Regions from separate parts of the Sus scrofa genome. Here region 2 is linked to region 1. Evidence: chromatin contacts called from public Hi-C data. All regions are on one chromosome and are shown on one strand. The core of a region is the stretch at or near the end of the contact, and the rest is flanking DNA. Distances in the headings are between cores, read along the strand shown.

What was found. A called contact is a pair of places that touch in the nucleus more often than the background predicts.
Region 2: a Hi-C map of fetal heart ventricle shows a contact between it and region 1, with 5 times the contacts expected there. The contact joins two enhancer-like sites. A contact is called at or near these places in 17 of 47 Hi-C or Micro-C datasets (adipose tissue, blood, brain and 10 more) and 1 of 2 datasets of contacts at active chromatin or transcription factors (skeletal muscle).

What each region holds. Positions count from the first base shown.
Region 1 is chr7:8,136,206-8,143,726 of Sscrofa11.1, reverse strand. No RefSeq gene overlaps it. Among named protein-coding and RNA genes, the nearest start is that of MIR7136, 4.7 kb to the right of the region's middle. Within about 2 kb of position 4,731, at least 1 of the 83 cell types and tissues checked has an H3K27ac peak or open chromatin away from gene starts, as enhancers often do.
Region 2 is chr7:8,998,195-9,005,715 of Sscrofa11.1, reverse strand. No RefSeq gene overlaps it. Among named protein-coding and RNA genes, the nearest start is that of PHACTR1, 100 kb to the left of the region's middle. Within about 2 kb of position 4,280, at least 10 of the 83 cell types and tissues checked have an H3K27ac peak or open chromatin away from gene starts, as enhancers often do.

The DNA of each region.
Region 1 (7,521 bases), core at 3,482-5,981:
GCTAGCCCTTGAACTCGAGCTGTCAGATTCTCTTCATATCCAATTAAACTTTGAACCTGTCAAGGAGGATTTTTGGTTTGGGTGGGGTTTTTTTTCCTCCATTTAAAAATTTAAATATGAAAAGCAGTCTTTGTTGTTATTTTCCTTGTTTCAAGGTCTTTGATGTTTTGAGAATATCTTTCAGGCCAAAAGCAGGAAGTTCTTATAAGATGCAGAAACCTGAAAGACCAGGAGTGAGTGGTAGAAAGTAGAGGCATCCCTGGAAAGGTGGAAGTAAAAGATGGGTTCTGTTTGTTTTTAGCCTGTTTCCCTCAGGATCGACTCCTCCCATATGGAGCTTCCTGTTAGCACCATACTCTCCCCAGAGTTTTTGGAACTGAGGAAAGATCCTATGATCTATCCTGGGCACACCAAAGTTTTACAGGCAGAAAGAAAAAGGCCATAGAGGCTGAGATAGAGATGAAGGTATTTGCTGAATACCTTCAAAGAACGGAATCAGAACAAGAATCTCCAGCTCAGCTCAGCAGAGCCAAGGAGAGTGCTCTGATTTAAAAGAAGCCTTTTGGTTTTTTCTTTGTTTGTTTGTTTGTTTTGGCTTTGCCTGAAGCATGCAGAAGTTCCAGACCAGGGATTGAACCCGTGCCACAGCAGTGACAATGCTGAATCCTTACCTGCTAGACCCCCAGGGAGCTCCCCAAAGACTTTCTTTAAATTCAAGTACAGTTGATTTACAATACTATGTTCATTTCAGGTGTACAGCAAAGTGATTCGGTTTTTTTTTCAGATTATATTTCATTATGGGCTATTACAGGATATTGAGTACAGTTCCCTTTGCTATGTAGTAAATCTTTGTTGCTTATCTAGTTTATGTTTAGTAGTTTGTGTCTGTCAATCCCAGGACTTTTTCATCAGTTCACCTCATTTGAATCCTGAGATGCTGAAGATTGATTTACACTGGGGATTCTGTGAAGAAATAACCTAATGGTTGTATTTGGTAATTTGCAAATAAGCCACTTAGTTGGCATTTTGTTGCTGCTGGGGAAGGAGCTCCTGCTATTCCCCTGCCTGTGATAATCAGGTGGCACAGTGAGCCGAGGATTCAAATGTCAGCTCACTGTGGAAACTAAGGGAACTCACTCTCAGGGCTCCTTCACTTACGGGCGTGCCTGGTGGGGAGGCAGCCACCCCCATATCAACATGGAGTGCAGATAGAATCACCCGACTCTGCGCATTTCATGAAAATACTGCAGCTGGTGCCATCTCAGTCTAGAGGTGAAATTCAAAACATGAATATATTATATATGTGTATTATCAGTGTACACGTATACATACAGTTGGTCCTCTGTGTCCTGGAGCTCTGAATCCAGGGATTCAACCAACAGTGGATCCAAAATACTCTGAGAAAAAATCCTAGAAAGTTCCCCAAAGCAAAACTTGAATTTGCTGCATGTGGACAACTATATACATTCCATCTACATTGTATCTACAACTATTTACACAGGATTTACATTGTATTAGTTACTACAAGTAACCTAGAGATGATTTAAAGTATAAGGGAGAATGTGCATAGGTTAGATGCAAATAGTGTGCACTTTTATTTATGAGGGTCTTGAGTATTCTTGGATTTTGGTATGGCTCTATTGTATATGCATTATGCATGCACATGTATTCATATATACATACATTTAAACTTTTTATTTGAAATAATTTCAGTTACAGAAAATTGCTAAAATTACACAGAGAACTCTCATACATTCTTTACCCAGATAATCCAGATTTTAACATTGATCCATATGTGCTTTGCATTCATTCTCTGTCTTTGTGCATATAATTATTAATATAATTTATAAATAGCAGTATAATGTATATAATTAACATTAATATTAATATGAGTCAGTTGCATATAGTATTCCTCTTTACCTCTGAATATACCAGTGTTTGCCTGAGAACAAAGATGCATCTTATATACCCATGGTATAGATATCCCAGCCAGGAAATTTAACATCGTTATGATACTGTTATCTAATCTACAGTTCATAAAGTATGCCTATAATGCATCCCCAAAGTCTTAGTTGCTTTAAACTATTTAATGTTTAAATAAAACAAATAAAAATGTTTTATTCACTCCAGATATCATTCATGAGGCCCTTCCCACCAATTTAAACTAAGAACAAATTATTTGCTCCATAAATTATTTCTCGATCTAGCTATGTTTGCTTATCTCTTAGCACTGAAAGCCTCTATACCTGTTTCTAAATCCAGGAAGAAAGTCTGACAGTCCTGCTGGTATCAAGTTGATTTGAAAGATATTTTAGAGAGTTACTGCCGTGGCTCAGCAGAAACAAACCCTAGTACCCATGAGGACGCAGGTTCGATCCCTGCCCTCACTCAGTAGGTTAAGGATCCGGCGTTGCCGTGAGCTGTGCTGTAGGTTGCAGATGCTGCTTGGATCCCGTGTTGCTGTGGCTGTAGCCAGAAGCTACTGCTCCAATTCGACCCCTAGCCTGGGAACTTCCATGGGCTACATGTGCAGCCCTAAAAGAAAAAGACAAAAAAAAAAAAAGATATTTTATTTTAAATGCAATTAATCAGTAGGAAAATTAAAGAGGTAAAATATAGCCTTTAAAGTTTTAGCAGGATTTGGGCTTCTCGGGCACACAAGAATGAAAATGTGGACTAGAAGTGTTCTTATGGAAATAACTCCAGTCTCCATAAGACCAGGAAATGCACAGTCAACAACCACAGCAGAAGCCCACAGCAAGAGTCACTAACACAAGTACAGAACCATCTGCTCCAAGGTTCTTTCTTCTTAAAGGGAAGGGGAGAGTGAGTATTCCTGTGTGTGTGTGTGTGTGTGTGTGTGCACGTGTGCGTGCTCATTTCATAATAATGTAACACAGATATTGTATCAATACTGCCTACTTACCCTCAGCCACACCGGATCTTACCTCCCCTTCTTCCATGTCTTTGCAAGAGGTGTCTTAGCAGGTCAGGGCTTTTCCCCAACTGTCAATCAATCCCTGGCTCATTCTCTCTGCCCTCCCCCCGCTCCCGCTCCCTCTCTCCCTCTTCCCTCCCTCTGCTCTGGCTTTTCTCCTTCTGACCTGGAGCTTCTCAAGTCTTTTCCTGGGAGCCAAGTCCAGGTACTCCTCACCTGGAACGGGCTGCAGTGGTGGGTGTGCTGTGTGGGGGGAGGTGGAACAGGAGGGTCAGAGACGAGGGACCAAGTGGACCCGTGAGGAAGGAGCTACCACATGAGGAGAAAATGAGGCCTCAGTCCAGAAGCAGAGAGAGCCCGGGTCGACCGGAGGGGGATAAAATTAATTTTGTAAAATCCCAACGTGTAGAGATGGGAGAGAAACAGCATACCAGAGGACATAAATACATTTCTGGCCAGTAATAGCTATTGGCTTAACGTCTTATGGTTTCAAATAAACTCTCACACATAAGAATTTGCTTTACTTCTGTGCAGTGCCTTGAGCCCCAGGCAGTGTCCTGATTAGAGACATTTCAGAGAATACCCATCAGGCTTCCCCTCTCCCAATTAACTTCAAAAAGAAGAAAGGGAGAAGCTACAAAGGGAATTTTAGTTTTCCAGCTCTAGGCAAAAACGGCCGGGTTGGGGTCAGTTGGTTTCACCGCTCTCTGACTGGCTTCTTTGCATGGGAAGTAACTGGGCAGATTGGGTTTCCAGAAGTCCTGATCCCAGAGCCAGTCCAGGTGGCTGCTTCTGGCATTGACGACAGCAGACACGAATGCTAATGAGGAGAATGGAGACACACACGGGCTCAATGGCAACCAAAATAACAACAACTCAAGAAGAAAAAATAAGGTAGCAGCATGGTTCTCTCTGTTGTGGGCAATTAGGGCAGCGTGGGTACAGGGATCCTGCGAGGGGCAAGGGGATGACCAGGCAGCATGCCCGTCAGTGTTGCTGGAAAACTGCAGCTCAGAATGAGCCCCAAGTGCACGGCTTTGTTAAGCACGTCTGCAGCCCATTTTATTCCAACAGCACCGACACTTTACAAGAATTGTACTGGTCAAGCCTCACAACAAATTGAGATAGATTTGAAATCATTTCATACGTGAGGAAACGGAGGTTCCGAGAGATTAGGTAACTTTCTCAAGCTCATAAGTGGCAATAGTAGGTGGGGAGTAGATCGAGGATTCTGACTCAGAAGCTCTTATTCTTTCCCACTAATTCGTGGGAAACAGACACAAGGATGTAAAAGCAGTGACTGTGCCCCGTCACTCACCTGCCACTAATTTCACATAGAAGTGCACTTTTCCTTCTCAGAGAGTTTCAGTGGCTTCCCTCTGCCTTTGGATAAAATTCAAGTCCATGTGTCTGGTTCAGGGCCCTTACATCTAATGTGCATTTGCCTTTCACCGTCTCCCACTTCAGCCTCACCTGTCTGTAACTCACTTCACATGTCCTGACCCCTCACCTGGGTTTCTGTGGTTCTCTCATCTGAACTATCCACATCCATCCTGCTCTTCACCATGAGCCGCCGCTTCTGCCGTTAGAAAGACCCTTCAGGGCTGTCCTCTTGCCAAGTCACCTGACCTTCCCAGCCCCTGGGGGTCTCTTCCTTTGCTGAAATGCTGTGACATGTAGCCTGCACCTTTCACTGGACATTTGCCAAATGCAACCTTGGATTTTTATGTAAGGGTCCCATTGACTGTGACTCACTTCAGCTTAGCCCATAAATAATAGCACATGCCATTCAGGGAGCCTGGGCCCAGGAAGCCTGAGATGGATGTAAGTTAGGAAACTCCTGGCACAGACCTGTCAAGCATGACTTCCTAGGGCTGGGATGGTACTAGAGTCCAGAGGACAAGCAAAGGATGAGGAACCAGAAAGTCAGCGGACATTGGAGGCCAGGAAGGAGTAACACTGGGAAATTGGGATTAAACACTCAGGTAAGGAGTCCCCGTTGTAGCCCAGTGGGTTAAGGACCCATCATTATCTCTGTGAGGATGTGGGTTCAATCCTTGGCCTTGCCCAGTGGGTTAAGGATCTGGCATTGCCACAAGCTGCAGCATAGGTCACAGCTGCAGCTCCCATCTGGTGGTGTAGGCCTGCAGCTGCAGATCCTATTTAACCCCTGACCTGGGAATTTCCACATGCCACAGGTGTGGCTATAAAAAAGAAAAAACAAAACAAAACTCAGGTTAAAACTTAGATAACAAAACCGTGCTTCAGATTGAATGTGGTTGAGCCAGAGATCTTTGGGGCGGGGTCACCAGGTAGAATTTTTTTCTTTTCTTTTTTTTTTTTTTTTTTTTTTTTGTCTTTTTGTCTTTTTAGGGCCGCACCCACAGCATATGGAGGTTCCCAGGCTAAGGGTTGAATTGGAACCGCAGCTGCCAGCCTACACCACAGCCACAGCAATGCAGGATCCATCCGAGCTGCATTTGCGAGCTACACCACAGCTCATGGCAACCCTGAATCCTTAACCCACTGAGCAAGGCCAGGGATCGAACCTGTGTCCTCATGGATGCTGGTCAGATTAATTTCCACTGAGTCACTATGGGAAGGAGCTCCAATAGATAGAATTGTTTTAAAATATGCTTGGAAATAACTTTTCAGAAAGCTGCAAGAATCAGCTAGTGAGATTTCTCTTATGGCAATACACATTTTTTAGAGAGTAGGCTTTGTTTCCTAACTCAAAGCTTTTCAAAGTCTTTGGTATGCTTTTGTGAGTTGTGAATCTTGTAAGACAAGAATATAGAAGGTAAGTTTGGTAAAACTTACCCTGCCAGTGAATTCTTTTTCTCGAGAGCCTCTCCCAACACACTTAATACATGTGACTTACTTTAGTCTGACCCATGTTTCATTGCTGCTTTAAAAGTGATAAGCCTGGGGAATGTTAGAGAGATCGGACTTTAAATTTGTCACTGTGTAAAAAGCCAGGGTTATTGGTAGCTCTGGACACAAGGACGTGCCCAGACTAGATTAGTAACAGCCAAGACAACTGTAGAATCTTTTGAGGTGTACATATAAAACTGGAACCTCACCAAATGATTTGATATATTTATCAAGTTGACAACTGATATTTTCCAATAGTAAAGATACTGAATGGATATAGAAGAAAAACAAATTAATTTTTAGCTTGATTGTCTTCATTTTAGCTAATAGGAAAAGTGACAGCTTTAGTGACAGAACCTATTGGAAGGGTTTATTTTGTTAACTTTGGGGACTGTTCTTTGAAAAAATCTTACTTACTTGATCCCTCTTAATTCTCCATCTACTCTGCCTAAAGCAATCCTTTGACCCTTGACCACCTCTGCCCCCTTCTGGAGATGGCGAGTAAAGACAAAGTTTATATCCGTTTGAGAAAGAAATGCTTTAAAATATAAAGAGGTATTGGCAAAGTGGTACACATTTCAGCATCAGGCAAAAATTCTTTCGGCATTACCTGCCAGTTTATTGTCTCTGCCTCTTGTCCCCTCCAATGGAGGGGTTGACACAGTGGTCTTTATTTGTGGGCACCATTGTAATCCAAATTTCTGTTCAAGCTTTTAATAGTTTCCCCAGTACAGTTTCAGATATCACAAACGGATTCCTGATGTCATGTGTGGATGTGTTTCTACTTGATCCTGATTCTGAGGTTAATCAGCATATGCTGTTCATTTTTTCCATCACAGCCAACAAACCTGCTACTGACATAGTGCAGGCCCCAGCCTACAGATGTAAATCACAGCTTCCCATTCCAGTGATACTAACATTACACTTTTTTCTTTCAGTCTGTTTTGGATTCAGGACATCCAGGAAGACTTAAATGTTTTGCTTTGACTTGGGAACTTGTCCTGCCCAGATAATTGGGGGTGTGCAGAAACCAGTTAAGGTGACACAAGAGTCTCTGAAAATCATGCTGTTTTATTTACAAAAGAAATAACCAGCTTAGTTAAGCAAAATCTTGGAAAACAGTTAAATATGATGGCACCTCTACTGATAAGTGCATTCTGTCAACACTGGCTGGTAACTCTTATTACTGAAGATTCACAAGGAAGATTTTTTCTTCTATTTTCCTTCTTTTTTTTTTTTTTTTTTTTCTTTCCATCTTTTTAGGGCTGCATCCGAGGCATAGGGAGGTTCCCAGGCTAGAGATGAAATCAGAGCTGTAGCCGCTGGCCTACACCACAGCAATGCCAGATCCTTAGCCCACTAAGTGAGGCCAGGGGTCAAATCTGCATTCTCATGAATACTAGTCAGATTCATTTCCGCTGAGCCACAAAGGAAAGTCCTCTATTTTCCTCATCGATCCAGTTCAGGAAGGCAAGTAAGATATTTCTGATAGAAGAAAAAATGTTTAACGCCCTGGTAAGATTTTGAGTGAACACATTTGGGCCTTTCTACATCCTTTCTTAAAAAGTTTCAAGCCAAAGCATTGTAGCAGGAGAATGAGCCAGTCGTGGGTTACCCAGGAAGTGATCAGTTTCCACAGGGATCTTGTCAGGCCTCTAAGGATTTACATGAGGCCACACAACTAGGCTGCCAGGGCCACTTGAGGTCTG
Region 2 (7,521 bases), core at 3,031-5,530, 860 kb before region 1:
GTATCTGCCTACCTATCTCTCGGCTCTAGAAACAGAACATAACCTATGGTTGATTTTTTTATTTTATTAATTTTTATTTTGTGTGGGTATTTGAGGAACAGTGCTGTGTTTCAGGTGAACAGCAAAGTGATTCAGTTATACATATACATAGGCCTTTTTCAGATTCTTTCCCATATGTTATTATGGAATATTGAGTTGTGTTCCCTGTGCTACACGGTAGGACTTTTTTTTTTTTTTTTTTTAACTTTTTATGTTCTGTCTTTTTTTGCCTTTCTAGGGCCGCTCCCATGGCATGTGGAGGTTCCCAGGCTGGGGGTTGAATCGGAGCTGCAGCCGCCGCCTACACCACAGCCACAGCCACAACAACGCGGGATCTGAGCCGCCTCTGCGACCTACACCACAGCTCACGGCAAAGCCAGATCCTTAACCCACTGATCGAGGCCAGGGATCGAACCCCAACCTTCATCGGTTCCACTGTCACGGAATCGGTTAACCTATACTGTATCGGCCATCCGCCACATGGATCCACTACGGAGCTGTAGCCACTGCTACCGAAGCACGCAGATCGCCCGTCTGCACCTACACCACAGCTCACGGCAACGCCGATCATTAACCCACTGAGCAAGGCAGGACGAACCCGCAACCTCATGGTTCCTAGTCGGATTTGTTAACCACTGCGCCACGACAGAACTCCAACCTATACTTTAAAATCTTACATGAACCTCAACAATGCTTTCCCAGTCTCTCATCGGAGGTAACCACTATCCTGAGTTTTGTGTTAAAAATTCCTTGCTTTTCTTCATGGTTTTACATATAGATATCTATCCCTAAGCAAACTGTAGTTTAGTGTTGATTTAGGGGGGATGTATATACATAAATAGCTATATTTATATTTTCGTAAGACTACGTCCTTTTGCTCCAAATTATGTTTTAAGACTTCATCCCCCTTGACGCTTGCATCTGCAGCTCACTGTTTTCATACTTGTGTAGTATTTCATCATACGAATTCATTTATTCTGCTTTTGACAGACATTGCGGTTTATTCATTCTGCTTTATTAATTCTAATTTTGATTGAGACTTGACCTCTTCCTAGTTTGGGACTACTGTAAAGAACACTGATGAGATTTTTTTTGGGGGAACTTGGCTCCTGGTGCACATAAGCAGGAGTCTCTGGGTTAGAATTCCACCTAGAAATGGAATCTCCAGGTTGTAAACTATGACTGTTCAAATTTCTAGGCAATTCCAAACTGTTTTCCTAAGTAGTAGTACACAGTTAAATCCCTACCAGATGTGGGTGAAAATTCCCATTGCTCAATATCCTCTTTAAACATGCTATTGTCCTCATTCCAGAATTCCCCCCCGAGCCCCCACCCTGCCCGACTAAGCCTGGTGCATTGTGATCCTGTCTTTTCATTTCACTGATTTACTGAAGAAGCTGAGTACTTTTCATGTGTTTATAATAAGACTTATGTGTTTCCTTCACTTTGGAATTCCTTTTTGGGTCTTTCGTTCATTTTTCTGTTGTGTTGTTTCACTTGTTCTTATTAATTGATGGGAGCTCTTAAATATCCACAGTAGGGATAATGATAGGCAATAATTTTAACTATGTATCTTTTATTTGTTTCTATAAATTATATGTGAGGTAATTATCTTTTCTCACTTCATAGCTAATTATTTCCCTCTTTGATGGGTTCGTTTGACAAAGAAAAGTTTTTAATTTTAAGGTCATTAAATTCTTCGATCCTTTCTTTAGGGTTTGTGTGTTTTTAAGTTTTGTTTCTAAATACCTCCTACATTCTTTTCTTGGCATTATATTGTCTCCCACATTTATTATTTGTTCCCCTTTTAATTTGAGTCTTGTAAAAAGTATGAAGAGGGGGTGAATTTCAGTTTACACAGTTCGAATGTAGCATTTATTGGTCAGTTCCTCTTTCCCTCATCTATTTCGAATACAATCTCTGTCATAAATCAAGTTGCCAAATCCAAATTTAGGATTTAAGAGTTCCCTTCGTGGCTCAGTGGTTAATGAACCCGACTAGGATTCATGAGGATGTGGGTTCCATCCCTGGCCCCACTCAGTGGGTTAAGGATCCAGTGTGGCCGTGAGCTCTGGTGTAGGTCGCATTCATGGCTCCGATCCCACGTGGCTGTGGCTGTGGTGTAGGCTGGCAGCTGTAGCTCTGATTCAACCCCTAGCCTGGAACTTTCATATGCCACAGGCACGGCCCTACAAAGCAAAAAAACAAAAAAAATTATAAAAAAATTAAAAAGAGTCCTATTCCTAGAGCTCAAGCGCTCAGGTTGTGTTTTTTTGTTGGTGGTGGTTTTTTGTTGTGTTTTGCTTTTTGGTACTCAAGTGTTTATCACTCTGTACCCTTAGCAAGTCTTAGTTTCTTTTTTGTGAAATGAAAACCATAACATCAAAGTCCCCCCCTCTGGGGATTTCATTAATGCGAAAGCATTTTTTTAAAAGTGCTATGCAAATAGAAGTTATTATTTTTCTTCCTACAGCGGGATTAAGCTTCAACATTTCATACCTCGGTTCTTTTTCTGGTAGGTACCTTTTTTCCTACTTCCCCTAGGAGGCCTTCACTCCCTCTTTATAGGAGCCTCTCCTCCCGGGGCCACAGGTTACGGAGTCAATCTTGACAGATGTGAACACCCTTGGAGTCACACATTCAAAGCTCCTCCTCTTGCTGATGAAAAACCAAAAGGTCCAGGGAGTGACTATGTCACCGTCTATAAACAGGCAGGTGAAATTTCCTGGTAATTAGCGCCAGAGCCAAAACCAGAATGAAGATCTCAGGACATCTGGTCTGGTGTTTCCTAGTAGAGTCCTGCCTGATGAGTGGCACTTTTTTTTTTTTTATATTGTTAAAATTTATTATTCCTTTTTAAGATATAAATGATTAAGATACATTTTGGGGGGGGGTTTCTGACCCACAAATAAATATTATATCAAAAATTCACTTGGGGAAAAATTTTCCCTAACCCTTAAAGATCATGTTTGAAAAAACATACATTTATTTATTTACTTATTTATTTTATTACTCAATGACTTTATTACATTTCTAGTTGTACAATGATCATCCCAGCATTTCCATCCAACACCCCCAGGGCGTCCCCCTCACCCCCCAACCTGTGTCCTTCGGAGACCAGAACTTTTTCAAAGTCTGTGAGTCAGTATCCGTTCTGCAAAGAAGTTCATTGTGTCCTTTTTTCAGATTCCACGTGTCAGTGAAAGCATTCGATGTTGGTGTCTCATTGTCTGGCTGACTTCACTTAGCATGATCGTTTCTAGGTCCATCCATGTTGCTCCAAATGCCGTCATTGCGGGACTTTTAATTTTTATTTAGTCTGGAGTGTTCTGAGCAGTCTTTAGCAACCGTTTATGGGGCAGTTGTGCTTACCGCTACAACCAAAATCTGCCCTTCCATGAGCTCACTTAAAAGACCTAAGGCTTACTACAAGGCTTAAAAGACAGATTTTGCCCAATGTGTGCTCATTAATACAAAGATGAACCTCAAGATGCCAATAAATTTAAAAACAAGGTAAACTGTATTCACAAAATACAACTCTCCTTTGCGAAACTGGATATCTAAATCTATGGAATCCGAAATGTGCGGCTGGAAGGAAAGTGTCTCACCATATTGTCCATTTATTTCTCTCCCCTGGAGGAAACAGCCCCTACAAGCCCTTAAGCTATAAACCAACAGGCTTCATTAAATTCACGTTGATTGCTCTGACGTCAACAGTCGCCCATCGAGGTTCATTCAGTCCTTGTGTGTAAGAACATCAGTGCTGTCCTGTGTACCCTTAGGGGGCCGTGACACTGGTGCACAGCCTGGGAGCACCTCCAGAAAGCTCATTAAGCCTGGGGACCTGTGGATACTCCTAGCCGAAAGACGTGGACCCAGACTAATACCTCCGATGCCTCATGCATCTTCAGCAATGGCTCTGGATTCTTGCCGGTTCCACCTGGCTTCAGCATCCCTCGTGGCGAGGGAGCAGGTAGGGGTCTGGCCAGGCACATCCACTTGGGCAGCTACAAGGAGGTGTGGTGAGGTTGCCAGGTGAGAGCTGGATCTCCCTGGATCCGTCTGGACGCCTACTGTCTGGCTCCAGCAGCCCCTAAGCCCAGTGGCACCAGGAATCTCTGGTCGCCGCACACTGTGGAGAAATCAAAGAATTCAAGAGCGAGGCCCTGGAATGCCTGGCTGCCTCCCAGCTCTCTCACGAAGTAAATTCCATTGTTGTCTCACCCGGCTTTCCGCACTCTCGGAATCAGCAGTTACTGTACGCCAGCACCTTTCCCCTTCCAAGGAGACCGCTGGGCTAGACCAGGAAGCCCAGAAATCTTAAAACATAAACTCAGAGCCCTCCCCACATTTATCTTCCACACTCGCCCCCGTCTCTGCCGTCAGGGCCTGGGTGCTCCGTGACTCTCTCCATGTGCTGGGCAGTCGCGTGGTCCCTGTTGTTGGGGACTCTTTGAACCCAGCCCAAGCCTGTGTCAGAAAAGGCGGTGATGGATTCCCAGTGCCATCCTGAACTGACTGGGATATCGCACCTTTAAACTGGAGGGCCTGGTAAACAATACAGCATGTACTCAGCTTCATAAACACGCTGCCTTGTTACAAAGGGCAGTGCAAACTCAGTGTGATAGGACTTGACCTTAAAAGCTATAGACAATCTAGCGGAGCACAGACGGTTTCATAAAGTACAATCACTTCCTGGAATTCTTGGGCCAGTGCAGTCGGAGCCGTGCAAATCCTGTTTTCCTTGCATTGTTTCCTGCATGTGAATATCATCAGTCTAGCAGGACTGTAACCATGGCACTTGTAAATAGCTGAGGGGCGACTTCTGATAAAGGCATAACGTTTTAAGAAGGCTTTTTTTTTTTCCTTTTTTTTTTAAAGACAAGCCTGAATCAAACCTTACACATGCCACATGTCAACACAAAGTTGACAAACTGCAGTTTCAAAAATGCACACATTTGGACCCAGATACGTTTTTAAATCCCGAAGGAAACACCACAGATTCCCCACAGTACTGAGAGTAAGGCGAGTTGTTTTTCACTTGTTATGGTGTAAATATACACAGATCCTTTCAGGGTGAGCAGAGATGGACACTGAGCAGGCTTCTAAGTGATTCTTTCCTTACTTATGAGCGTGGCTCCTTTTCTACTGAACAAGTGTGTGAATCTTAATTGTCCGGTCCTTTCATTTTTCTAACCAGTAACAATAAGAAAAAAAGGGATGTTACTTACCCTTTGAAATACTTAGTTTAAAACTTCAGAAATTTGATGGCACTCTTGGGCAATTCTACTTAACTGTGTTTGGTGCTTGACAGGTTCCTATTTACACATTGAGATGGGATAAAAGGGGAGAAAGGCCAAAACAGACCACTTTAATGTACACAGAAAATTCAAAGATATATTTTCCAGGTTTACTATAAATGCCTCCATTTGTAAAATTTGGACCTGCTGATTCCATCTTGATTCTTCAGCCTTGTACAGGACTGAAATGTTGGTGGAGCTGACATTACAGGTTAAAAATTTTAGCAGATTCTGAAACATGATGGATATTGAACAAGTGTTGGCAAGAGTGCTTAAGTTTCTGAAAAAGACTTCCTTAGAGACAGATAACGAAAAGAGGAGCTGGGAGTTCCCTTTGTGGCTCAGCGGTTAACAATCCTAACTAGGATCCGTAAGGCTGCAGGTTCAATCCCTGGCCTCGCTCAATAGATTAAGGATCCCGGGTTGCCCTGAGCTGTGGTGTAGGTTGCAGATGAGGCTCAGATCCCGTGTTGCTGTGGCTGTGGCAGAGGCTGGCAGCTGCGGCTCCAATTCAACCCCTAGCCTGGGAACTTCCATATGCCTCGAGTGCAGCCCTAAAAAGCAAAAATAAAAGAAAAAGAAAGAAAAAGAAAAGAGGAGCTTGTAAGACTCTCAATTATGTGTTCACAGATGCTTAGGTTTGATTGTTTTGTATCTAAATTGTTTCTAAAATAAGACTGGGGACGATAGTTAAGAATATGCTGTTGTATATTTAAAAGTTGTTAAGAGAGTAGACCTTAAAAGTTTTCATCACAAGAAAAAACCTTTTGTAACTATGTGTAGTGATGGATGTTAATTAGATTTATTGTGGGGATGATTTTGCAACATACACAAATATCATCAGTATGTCATACACTGGAAACTAGTTTAATGTTTCATGTCAATTATACCTCACTAGAAAAATCAACACAATTTTAAATTATTTCTGTTTCTAATTTTACATGAAAATCAGTCGTATCTGATCAATATTTTCACATGAGTGTCAAGGATTGGTTTGATGCTTTGGGTAAAAATTAAATCTTTATTTCTCCAACGCCTTATACGCAGTAAGTGCTGAAATTCTTAGGGTGGAAATTAACAAAATATTCCCCAGTTGACTCCTTCATCTTATAAAAAAATCAGCACAAGTATTTTCAGTGAGTTGTTTTGCTCAAGGCATGTCTTAGACTAATGATCTGCTTTCATACCTACGGGATCTCTGACATTGCTCTGGGTTTCAGGTGTATAGAGCCGGTCCATAAGGTCTTTCACAAATTGCTTTTCTAAAGCAGATAAGGCTCAGAAACGCTTGCTTAAAGCCATCCAGCTAACAAGCAGCCGAGTCAGGATCTGAGTCCAGATGTTCCCGGCTTCAAAGTAATTTTATTTAACCCCAACAATGCAATTGCATTGACGACAGACCTCAGACACAAATGTTCTGGGGCATCTGGAGAAATAGGAAAGGGTCAGACAAAACTGATGCACATGGTGGAAAAGGCTGTGAATCAGGACCAGGAAATAAATGGGATGGTTCAGTCATGAAGCCATAGGATTTCAGCTTGACTTTCCTCCTTCCTTGTCCTTCCCATTGTCTAGCTCGTAATGTGGTCACGGTTATGTCAAGTAGCTGAATTCCTGCATACATATTTGTTTTCCTCATGGGAGGCGAGTCATTCTTGGTTGATTTAGAACGAGAAAATAAAATACATGCCAGTTCTTCAAACTTCAGTGCCATAGAGGCAAAAACATGTTTATATTTTTATTTATTTATTTAATGGCCGCACCCCCGGCATATGGTCGTTCCCAGGCTAAGGGGTCGAATTGGAGCTGCGGCTGCCAGCTTACACCACAGCCACAGCAATGCGGGATCAGAGAGGCATCTTTGACCTACACTGCAGCTCATGGCAAAGATGGATCCTTAACCCACTACGTGAGGCCCGGGATCAAACCTGCATCCTCATGGAAACTATGCTGGATGGGGTTCTTAACTTCTTGAGACACAATGAGGACTCCCAAGAACTCTTTTTTTTTAAATGAGCCTGTGAATTCTTTTCCTTTTTTGGGGGTGGGTGGGGCTGCACCCTAGGCATATGGAAGTTCCCAGGCTGGGGGTAGAATTGAAGCTGCAACTGCTGGCCTACACCACAGCCCACAGCAATGCCAGCTCCTTAATCCCCTGAATGAGGTCAGGGATCGAACTCAC